Linked DNA regions of Triticum aestivum: regions 2 and 3 are each linked to region 1. A link is a contact called in public Hi-C and HiCAR-type data. All regions are on one chromosome and are shown on one strand. The core of a region is the stretch at or near the end of the contact, and the rest is flanking DNA. Distances in the headings are between cores, read along the strand shown. Region 1 holds the start of LOC123103771 (2Fe-2S ferredoxin). Region 2 holds the start of LOC123107062. Region 3 holds the start of LOC123103769 (respiratory burst oxidase homolog protein E).

Region 1 (3,134 bases), core at 317-2,816:
GTTTCACTTCTACAAACAAAACCCTATAGGCATTTCAATTCAGTCTGCAGTCCTTTCCTTCCTCTTATCCACTCTACGCCGGCGGCTACGCCCATTCCGTCGTGCGCCGGCGGCCGCTGTGCCTCGCACTGGAGGATGGAGTGCGCTCGCCGGGAGGATGGACGGCGCGGAGAGGCGCGCTCGCGCCTGAGCTCCTGTGCCCGCGCCTCGCGCCTCCTTGCACCGCTCCGGCGGCCTCACTCGCCACACGCCGTCGCCGGCGACCACAAGCAGCGACCGTCGCACCTCTCCGCGCGCCACCCCGAAGCCCCAGGAACGCCGCGCCGCCGCGCCACCGTCCCCCGCAACCCCGGCCTCCTCCTTGACCTCGCCTCTCCGTGCGAACAAACGGCGTCGCCGGCGGCGGCCTCGGCCACCATGCTTGAGCTGACGGGCGCCGACCGCACAGGGCTCATCTCCGAGGTGTTCGACGTGCTAGACGACATGAGCTGCAGCGTCGTCGATGCCAGGGCGTGGTCGCATCGCGGCCGCCTCGCCTGCCTCGTCTACCTGCGGGACGAGGATGTTGCCGCAGCCGGTGTGGAGCACATCAAGGCCCGCCTCGCCCCCCTCCTCCGCGGAGACTCGGAAGCCAGCGGCGGCACCGTGGCTGCCGTCCCCGCCGGCTCCATCCCGCACGCCGACCGGCGCCTCCACCATCTCATGTATGCCAGCGGCGACCAGGAGCGCGCGTTCCCAACTCCCTCGGTGCGTGCTCATGGATCTCGAGCCCGACACCATGGGCTCCGTGCACACGGGGCCCTACGGCCAGATCTTCCGCCCCGACAACTTTGTCTTCGGCCAGTCCGGCGCCGGCAACAACTGGGCCAAGGGCCACTACACCGAGGGCGGGGAGCTCATCGACTCCGTCCTCGACGTCGTCCGCGAGGAGGCCGAGAACTGCGCTGCCTCCAAGGTACTTTCCCCTTTCTTGAGGAGTCGCTCCAGTTACTCCGTTCCACAGATTCTGGCCAGCGATTCTGACTTTTGTTCATGTGCTTGTCGTGAGGCTTCCAGGTGTGCCACTCCCTCGGCGGGGGCACCGGTTCCAAGATCAGGGAGGAGTACCCGGGCCGGATGATGCTCACCTTCTCCGTGTTCCCATCTCCAAAGGTCTCTGACACGGTGGTCGAGCCCTACAACGTCACTCTCTCGGTTCACCAGCTGGTGGAGAACGCCGACGAGTGCATGGTGCTGGACAACAAGGCGCTTTAATCCTAACCGAGACATCCTCCAAATAAAACAACGCCGCAGCGGAGGCAAATGAAATCGCGAAGCCGAGGGGCGACGGTGGAGGTGGGAGGAGAAGCTCACCTAGCCTCGCCCGGTTCAGGGCGTGGACGCCAAGGCGGGAGATCCTCGACAGCATCTTCACCGGCGGGGCAAAGCCGACACGGACGCAGCGGCGGCAGCAGATTCGGGGCGCGGGTTTGGGACTTGGGAGGATCAGCGGAGGAGGAAGAGGAGTTCGGCTTCGCTTGACAAGGAAGTAGAGGACGCGGGCCGAGAAACTGGGCCGCGAGGGTAGCCCAACTATAAAGATACGGTCGCGAATCTTATAGTTGGGCCATTTCTCCAGCTTATCGACCCATACATATTACTCTTGATAAAAAAAAAAGCCACGCAGGAATCTGAAACTGATCCTGAAATACGTCGATCTAATTTCAGGAAAAAATAATGACAAAAGGCACACAGAAAAAACATGGAGACGCGGGGAATCGAACCCCGTGCCTCTCGCATGCGAAGCGAGCGCTCTACCATATGAGCTACGTCCCCGAGATGACGAATGCGAGACCTAACAACTGAAAGATTATGTTTCATTTCGACTGCTGCAGAAATTAGCCATCTTCAAAGGAGCAACACCTGATAACTCGTGCAGAAAAAGAGCGTGTGGTAAAACAAAAGTGTAGGCAAGGAGGAAGATAAATATGACCGTGGATTCGACCAATGCCATCTCTATCTCTGGTTCGCAGAGCACCTGTTTCTTCCTACCCCCGCAAAGGCTCCTCCTGCTGTCCTGCATGGAGTATTTCCCCTTCCCTCACGCAGCTGTTCCTCCAACTTTTCTAGACAGTTCTACCAGCGCCCTGTAGGGCCAGCGTCGCGTGATCATCAATTGCTACGGTTAGATCGAGCTTTGGTCCTGAGACTAAAGCAAAACACCCATCACTCCATCAGCAGCAGAGCAGAGCAGCACCCGTCCATTTCCGTTTCTGACTAATTAAATCGGCCGGACAGATCGCCCGGTGCCATTCCCTCACATGCAGGGCAGCAGGGAAGGCGAGGCTGCCGGGCCCCGGAGGCGGACACGACGTGCCCCTCTGTGGCAGGCAGGAGACAGGTTCGAGAAACGCCGATCGGAGGCGCGGCCGTGGCTGGCGGTTGAGCCATCCATCCGCGCAGCACAAGACAGCCGTGCACCTGGTCCAGGGGACAGCGGATGAGCCAGCCAACCCCCGGCGCACCAACATTTATTGCGCACGGAAACAGTAAACGCAAACGCGCCGTTGGCATGCCACGAGAGGGCGCGGCAGATCATGGTGCACCGCGCGCAGATCCACCGTCGCCGTCCCTCCTTCAGAGATTTCACCCGCGTGTGCGACGGAAGATAAATATCCCAGCCATGACGAAGAGTCGCGCCACGGCGTCGTCAACGTCGATCGCCACACACATTGATGACCTGTCAGGCATCAACAGCCAGCCCCCATCGGTTTGACGCTACGCAGAGGAGGACGGCGACATTGGGAAATTCAGACAAGTCTCTCTCCCGGCCCGTCGATCTGACTGACACCAGGAACCCGTCGAAGCAAATTATTGGTGCCGTGCCGGTTTCTCTGAGGCCAACTCCACCGTGCGACTTTAAACGGACGTCCGGATTGGCCGGATTTTGTTTTTTTGGAATGTCGATGGATTCGTCCGTGTCCGGCTTTGTCTGATGGGTCATGCGTGCGCCCACCGCGCGGCCGCACACCAAATCGTGTTCGGTGTGGACGTGAATAAAAAAAATTAAAAAACTAGAATGAAATAACTAAAAAAGTAAAAAGACGCATTTTAAAAAAACATAAAACATATATAGGGGTCAGCCACAAAACGGC
Region 2 (3,134 bases), core at 209-2,708, 180 kb after region 1:
TAATTTCCACTGCCGGAATCAGAAAAGAGAGGAAAAGGGTACGGTTATAGTATTGAAAAATAGACAGTCACGAGCAGATCTCTGAACCTACGTGTGTTCTAAGTGGAGACTCGATGTTCCCCGCTGAGTTTTTTTTTTTTTTTGGTGAGATTAAAAAGAAAACCTCGGCTCCACTGAGTTACCACTTGCTCCACTGAAGGAAGTAACATCAATCGCGTTCGGATCAGGTAAAGTTCCGGCAAAGTCAGCATTGTCCAAAAAACTCGGGAAAAGAGAAATACTGAATTCGACCATGTACCGACAGCTTAGGATTCAGGGACACTGCTTTTCACCCCGTTTCTTCATATTCCTGGATCCATTATCCACTGGTCAGTTTCATAGCAGTAACTAAGGATTTACTCTAGATCATATATTTCACCTTCAACCTCAGCTAGGAGGATTTTCTTTTCTTTTCCTTTGTTTTTGTCGATGTAAACTGCGCCCTTCCCTTTAAGAGCAGGCCGTGGCCGATCTGAAGTGGATGTGTCTTTGCCACGCTTTTGCGCTGGCGCTGCGTCTTCCCGTTCTTTTTCTCCGTGACGATAACCCTGTCATTTTCACGTAGAGAAAAGTACGCCCGCAGTGAGTCAGCGACCGCGACTCGTGCGATGGAGGAGATGTCCATTTTATACGTCTTGCATACGTGCTCCGATTGAACTTTTTAAAGGAACCGAATTGGACTTTGTACCACGTAGCCGATTTTATTTCAGATGATCTTATAATTACATCTCGTTTTCTCAACTTCGGTTACAACCGGAGATTAGGCTAGTAGTACGACCGCTCCCCGGGGCTGGGAGCCACGGCGAGGCCGCAGACGTTACCGAGGATGGTCGGGTAGATATCGGCGAACGGGGAGCCGGAGAACGCCGCGCGGTAGCACCCGGCGCCGGCCGTCTCCAGCGCGCGGCAGCAGAGGTCGCTGCCGCGCACGCCGAAGAAGGACCTGACGATGTCGTCCGTGCAGCTCTCCGCCACCACCCGCGACGCCGCCTCCGCGCTCCCGCTGCAGCCAACGGCGGACGGCGCCTCCGCGATCTCTGCCGCGGCGGTGGCCGGCGACGAGGTCGACGTTAGCAGCAGCAGGACCAGTGTGACGAACAGTGGAGGGAATGGCCGGGACATGTTTGATTCAGGTTCTTGCGAGCTGTGACTGATGTGCTGCAAATAGAATGACTGGGAGCTGGCCATGAATTTATGGTTGAGCGATGTGCGGTTGTCTCCTCCGTTTCTTAGTTTCGAATCAGCAACGCGCGTTTTGCTGATCCGTAAGCTGCACCGGAGTTTGTATCCACGCGTTTTTTATTTCTTACATTAGTGAAAACGTTTGTATTCACGCGCAGGCGGTGACAGTTATGCTTGCATGGCCCACACGGATTTTCTCCCGATGCTCCAGACTACACGGAACGTCGGGAACTTTGAGAACTGCCTAATGAATAGAACCAACAGGCTTTATTTGGGCCGGTTTAGCGTCTAGAAAGTTTTCAGATCCTCAAAGAAAGTTCTTCATGGGCCAACCTATATTAAATTTTACCCCTTCAATTCTTAAGAGTTGTCTTTGCGGGGGAAAAACTCTTAAGATTATTCTTTCTGGTAAAAAGAAAGAGCTTTGCAAAAAAACTATTATTATTTATTATAAAGAGGGCATCAATCCTTCAAGAAATTCGTAGGTACAGCTGTACACATGTAGGACCGGCCACTCCAGTATGGGCGCATGACTAAACTGGAGGCAACATTATTCCAGCCTCAAAGTCATGATGGAATTGGAAGCACCCGAACTAGCTTAGGTGATCTGTTTTCTTTTTGACGTAGTACCACACGGCTAGCTTTCAAACAAGCTAGCCTAGCCTAGAAGATACGATACCAGACTAACCAAAAGACCATCATATATCCTCCCTCCGTTTCAAAATAGATAACCCAACTTTGTATTAAAGTTAGCTGGAATGAAGGGAGTAGTAATTACATGCATCCAGCTGCCGGAATCCAATCCCTGTGCCGTGCAATCATAAGGCTATGGCCTATGGGACACACACACACACACACACGCCCTACAAAAACAGCAGTGGTTTAATGCCACAGGCCCGGCGCCCATCCCGGACGAAACACGGGAACACGCTAAACGCCTCCGGCCGGCCGAACGAACCGCGCCGGCGAACCATTCACCACGACACGAACGAAGCATGAATAGAGAAATTTTTTGACCGCCGGCAGTTAAGAGGGAGCTGCCACCGACCTGTGCAGTGCAGGTCACATGGCACCACGGCTTTTCCCGTACCCTAATTTAGTTTGCAAGGTGAGCTTTGCGCGTCACTGCATGCATGCAACATGTCGAGGTCTCGTCTTGTGCGGTGCGGTACCTTGGAGAAGCCGGAAGCGCGCCGCGCGCTTTTGCGTACGCTTCCCGTGTGGGGTGGGTTGGCCCGTCGGTACTCAGTGGTCATGTGCCTGCACGTTGCCGAGACCGGCTTTCCAAGCGATCGATGCCCTGGCTGGCTGGCCTTGTCTCAGAATCCATCCTCTAGCATGATTGATCTGTGCTAACGTACAGTACGTACACAAGTCCAGGCCACGTATGCGAGTCGTATATAGTAATTAAATCGGATCAAGCAAAGTGGCATGGAGTAAGTTTCATTTTGTTACGTGACCACGAGGGTAGCTGCATATTTAAAGGTTGAGAACGGGGATGTGTTAACGGTTGTGTGGTTCGTTAAACAATCTGGAGTAGACTACATTTTCCCTCGTTCAGATGCAGTGCATGCATGAAAAGTTTGGACACGTACGCAAAGGTACCGCTCTGCCACCGGGTCATTAGTTATTGTTTAGCGCTTAAGAATTGTCCTGATCGAGATGTCTGTGCGGTGCAGGGGTGCAGTACTCAGTGTTTTCCGGCGCCCTGTTTCGGCGTGTCGGCTTACAGGAAAGGGGAGCTCGATCACAGAGAAAATGGGCGTATGTACATGCTCGGTGTATTTTACTCTACTTTCTCCCCGGGACAGATCAGAGATGCACCGGCGTAATCTGTAATCATGATCTAACCTGGCATCCAGCGAGCAATCATGCAGTGTAGGCGTCTTCTCCTGTAAATCATAGATAGTCCC
Region 3 (3,134 bases), core at 288-2,787, 130 kb before region 1:
GTGATCCTCCCGTCCACGTTGGTGTCCACCCTGAGTTGAATTTGGGGCAAAACAAGAGGAAGAATGAGCATCGAGAATCCGGGACGCGGGAGCTTGCATCGGAAGCCGGGAATGGCCGGCTAAAAGCGGTTGCTTGGGATCCGGTGAAGGAAAATGTAGTATGGGTGGGGAATTCGGTTCCGGTGGTGGTGCTTACATGTCGAAGAAGATCTGGAGCCGCGCGTCGAAGCTCTGGTCGGAGATCTGGAGCCAGAAGTCGTAGAGCTCCTCCTTGGTGATCCGCTCCAGGCTCTGCCGCCGCCGCCGCGCCAGCGCGTCGAAGATGCCCTCCGCGAACTCCTTCGAGTCCACCATTCCTGATCATCGATCGACAGGCACGGCCAAGAACATCATCGCCGTTAATGGTTGCGCAATGGGATGGGAGGAGTGCAGAGTGCGGTTGTTGCCGAGAGAGAAACAGAGTGGGGGAGCGGGATGGTGTACCGATGCACTCGCCGAAGTTGTCGCGGGAGAGGAGGCCGTCGTGGGCGAGGGCATTGAAGCGCTCCTCCACGCGGCGCCACAGCTCCGCGGCCTCCAGGGAGCCGGTGGTGCGGCTGATGAAGCGGAGGCCCTTGAGCGCGCGCTTGGCGCCGGCGCGCGACCGGTTGACCCGCGCCTGGATGCGGCGCCGCTCGCGGGCCGCCATGGCCGCCTCCCGCTGCAGCTCGGCGGGCGTGGGCACGCGCGGGGAGGGCGACGGCGCGGGGGACGGCGACCGCAGCCACGCGAACTTCTTCCGTATCCGCGAGGACGTGGACGAGCAGCGGCTGAGGGGGCCGCCGCCTCCTCCCGGCGCCTCCGGCGTGTGCGGCATCGCGGCGGCGCTGTAGAGCGCGGCCCTGGTGGGCGTGACGCTGCGCACCACCATGGACTCCTCGTCCAGCTCCAGCATGACCTCCACCAGGTCCTCCTGGTCGGCGAGGAATGCCGGGAGCATGCCCCCGCCGCCGCTCCCCCCGGCGGCCGCGGCGAAGAACTCGTCCCCATAGGCGGTGGTGAAGGACTCGTTGTCGGAGGTGTCGGTGTTGGTGGTCTGGTCGTCCGCCAGGCACTCCGCGATGCGCCGGTGGCCCGTCCGCCGCGCGTTGCTCCCGCGCGACGGCGTCCACATGGCCGCTCCCCGCGCCCCCGCCCGCGAGACGTGCAAGAGGAAGAAGAAGCAGAATAAAAATAACCCGGGGCTCTGCTCTCGGTGGGGGCTGCAATGGTAGTTGCGGTGCGGCCGCTTGTATTATGATACGCGCTCAGCTCGCTTGCTATCTCTTCCCGTCGCGCCCCGTGGGCTGGCTCGGCTTGTCGTACGCCCGCGCGCCCGCCGCGGTGACCACCTCTATCTCCTTCTATTCCTCGGCGGCGCGCATGCACGCGCTCGCGGTTTCGCTGGGCTTCGCGGTGCGGTGCGGTGCTCGGGTCTGCTGCTGCCTCTCGCGGACGCTTTATCTTTATACCAAGTCGATATCGCCGCTCGTCTCCGAGGCCCAGAAACGAGCTGCGGGTGCCACGGGTTTGGCCTGGGGCGAGCGCTGCGGTGCTCGGTGCGGCGGCAACCTGCGTACGCGCGGCTGGCCGGTCGGTGTGGGGTGGGGTGGGGCTGTGGAACGTGGACCGGACCGCGTTCGGCCCCGGAATCTCAGATGCTTCCAAATGGGTAAAAATGAAGTGGACTGGCGGGAGGGAGCGCCCGGCGGCCGCGCCTGGCGACCGTCGACTGTCGCCGTGTGGGTTAAACGGGAGAAGATAGGGGACCGTTGATTCGGAGGGAGACTCTACTTGCTGCAACTTTGAATAGTTCGTCCAAAAAAAGAACTTTGAATAGTTTGGTGTTTCTTTTTGCCATGGATTCAGATTTCACACGTACTGTTGCAAATGGGCGAGTAGAGAAAAGTCCAGTATATTTTCAGTCACAATACATTTTTTCTTTTCTTCTGAATATGAAGTTGGGATACAAGTAATGTTGAAATACCCCTGAGATATACAATTTCATATTGACACGAAAGCACTTTCTGATCGTTATTTGGCTCTACCCGCTTCAGTCGGAGTTGATGGGAGTGATTGCTCTAAATTCTTTTTGTATCGAATCCCGGAAAGGATTAGTGATGGAAAGAAAAAACACATATGTCTATCCTATATACCGAAATAGTCCATCCTCACTACTTCTATAATCTGAATATGCACACATGACACGTCATCAAAGTTCCACCATCACATGCACGGCAATTATATTTCATTATTAGTTGATCCCCACCAATTCTATTTATTTCAAATGCACACATGTCCTCTTATCGAAGGTCCACCCAACATGCATGAAAAAAAACTATTATATTACAACCTATACTCGATAAATATTTTTTAACTTCACAATAATCCAATACAATACATTATATTTGTTTTTAGTTATATATATTATTAATCCAAATGTTTCATACAATCAAATATATTGATACATATTGCAACATATTCCCGGTGCAACATCTTATTGAAATATATTGCACATTCTATGTTGATTTGCGCAGGAGAGCACCGGCATCGATCTTGAGAGATGTGAACAGATTCTTTGTTGCGGCAAAGTGCACATTCTATGCATATCCACTAGACGCGGCGACTATGGAAGCACTAACCATGAAGGATGGGGTCTACCTTGCATACTCCCTTGGGATCAATATGTTGCAGGCGGAATCCGACTCTATGAAGCGATCACTTTCTCTAAAGGCCAATCACAAAGGTGGGACTCGGAAAACGGCAATTTATGCGGATTGTGTGGACACGGCGGTGCTAATTGGGACTGTTGAATACAAACATTGTCCTGAAGAAACTAAAGGCGTTGCTCATGGACTTGCTAGCTTTAGTGGTCGAAATAATCTTTCTTGTATCTGGACGATCATCCCCCATATACTTGCTTACTCGGAAAACTCGCGAACGATGTAAGTGTTGCTTATAAAGTAACAAAGCTAGCATTGAAGAAAAAAAAGGCCCTAACAACCCCTGCCATTTTTATTGAGAACTACGTAAATATTTTTCGTTACCGTGGATTCGGCGGTTGCTCGAGGGAAGATGTCTAAATCATGTACTGAAGGAGTCAGCTATTGGAGTTT

What was found. Hi-C and Micro-C count contacts between places; a contact is called where the count stands out from the background. HiCAR-type assays count read pairs that join an accessible place to other places.
Region 2: a contact with region 1 is called in a HiCAR-type map of leaf, with 6 times the contacts expected there. The contact joins the promoter of LOC123107062 here to the promoter of LOC123103771 in region 1. A contact is called at or near these places in 1 of 5 Hi-C or Micro-C datasets (leaf) and 1 of 1 datasets of contacts at active chromatin or transcription factors (leaf).
Region 3: a Hi-C map of leaf shows a contact between it and region 1, with 6 times the contacts expected there. The contact joins the promoter of LOC123103769 here to the promoter of LOC123103771 in region 1. A contact is called at or near these places in 5 of 5 Hi-C or Micro-C datasets (leaf, root and an unstated tissue) and 1 of 1 datasets of contacts at active chromatin or transcription factors (leaf).

The regions. Positions count from the first base shown.
Region 1 is chr5A:428,420,513-428,423,646 of IWGSC CS RefSeq v2.1, forward strand. It overlaps LOC123103771 (2Fe-2S ferredoxin), which reads right to left and starts at 1,567. Exons shown (of 8, transcript XM_044525452.1): 1 at 1,354-1,567. The coding sequence starts at 1,408. TRNAA-CGC (transfer RNA alanine (anticodon CGC)) reads right to left here and starts at 1,815; the gene lies at 1,743-1,815.
Region 2 is chr5A:428,603,971-428,607,104 of IWGSC CS RefSeq v2.1, forward strand. LOC123107062 reads right to left here and starts at 1,459. Exons shown (of 1, transcript XM_044529069.1): 1 at 725-1,459. The coding sequence starts at 1,227. The coding sequence ends at 805.
Region 3 is chr5A:428,286,682-428,289,815 of IWGSC CS RefSeq v2.1, forward strand. It overlaps LOC123103769 (respiratory burst oxidase homolog protein E), which reads right to left and starts at 1,538. Exons shown (of 13, transcript XM_044525450.1): 1 at 484-1,538; 2 at 197-356; 3 at 1-30. The coding sequence starts at 1,153.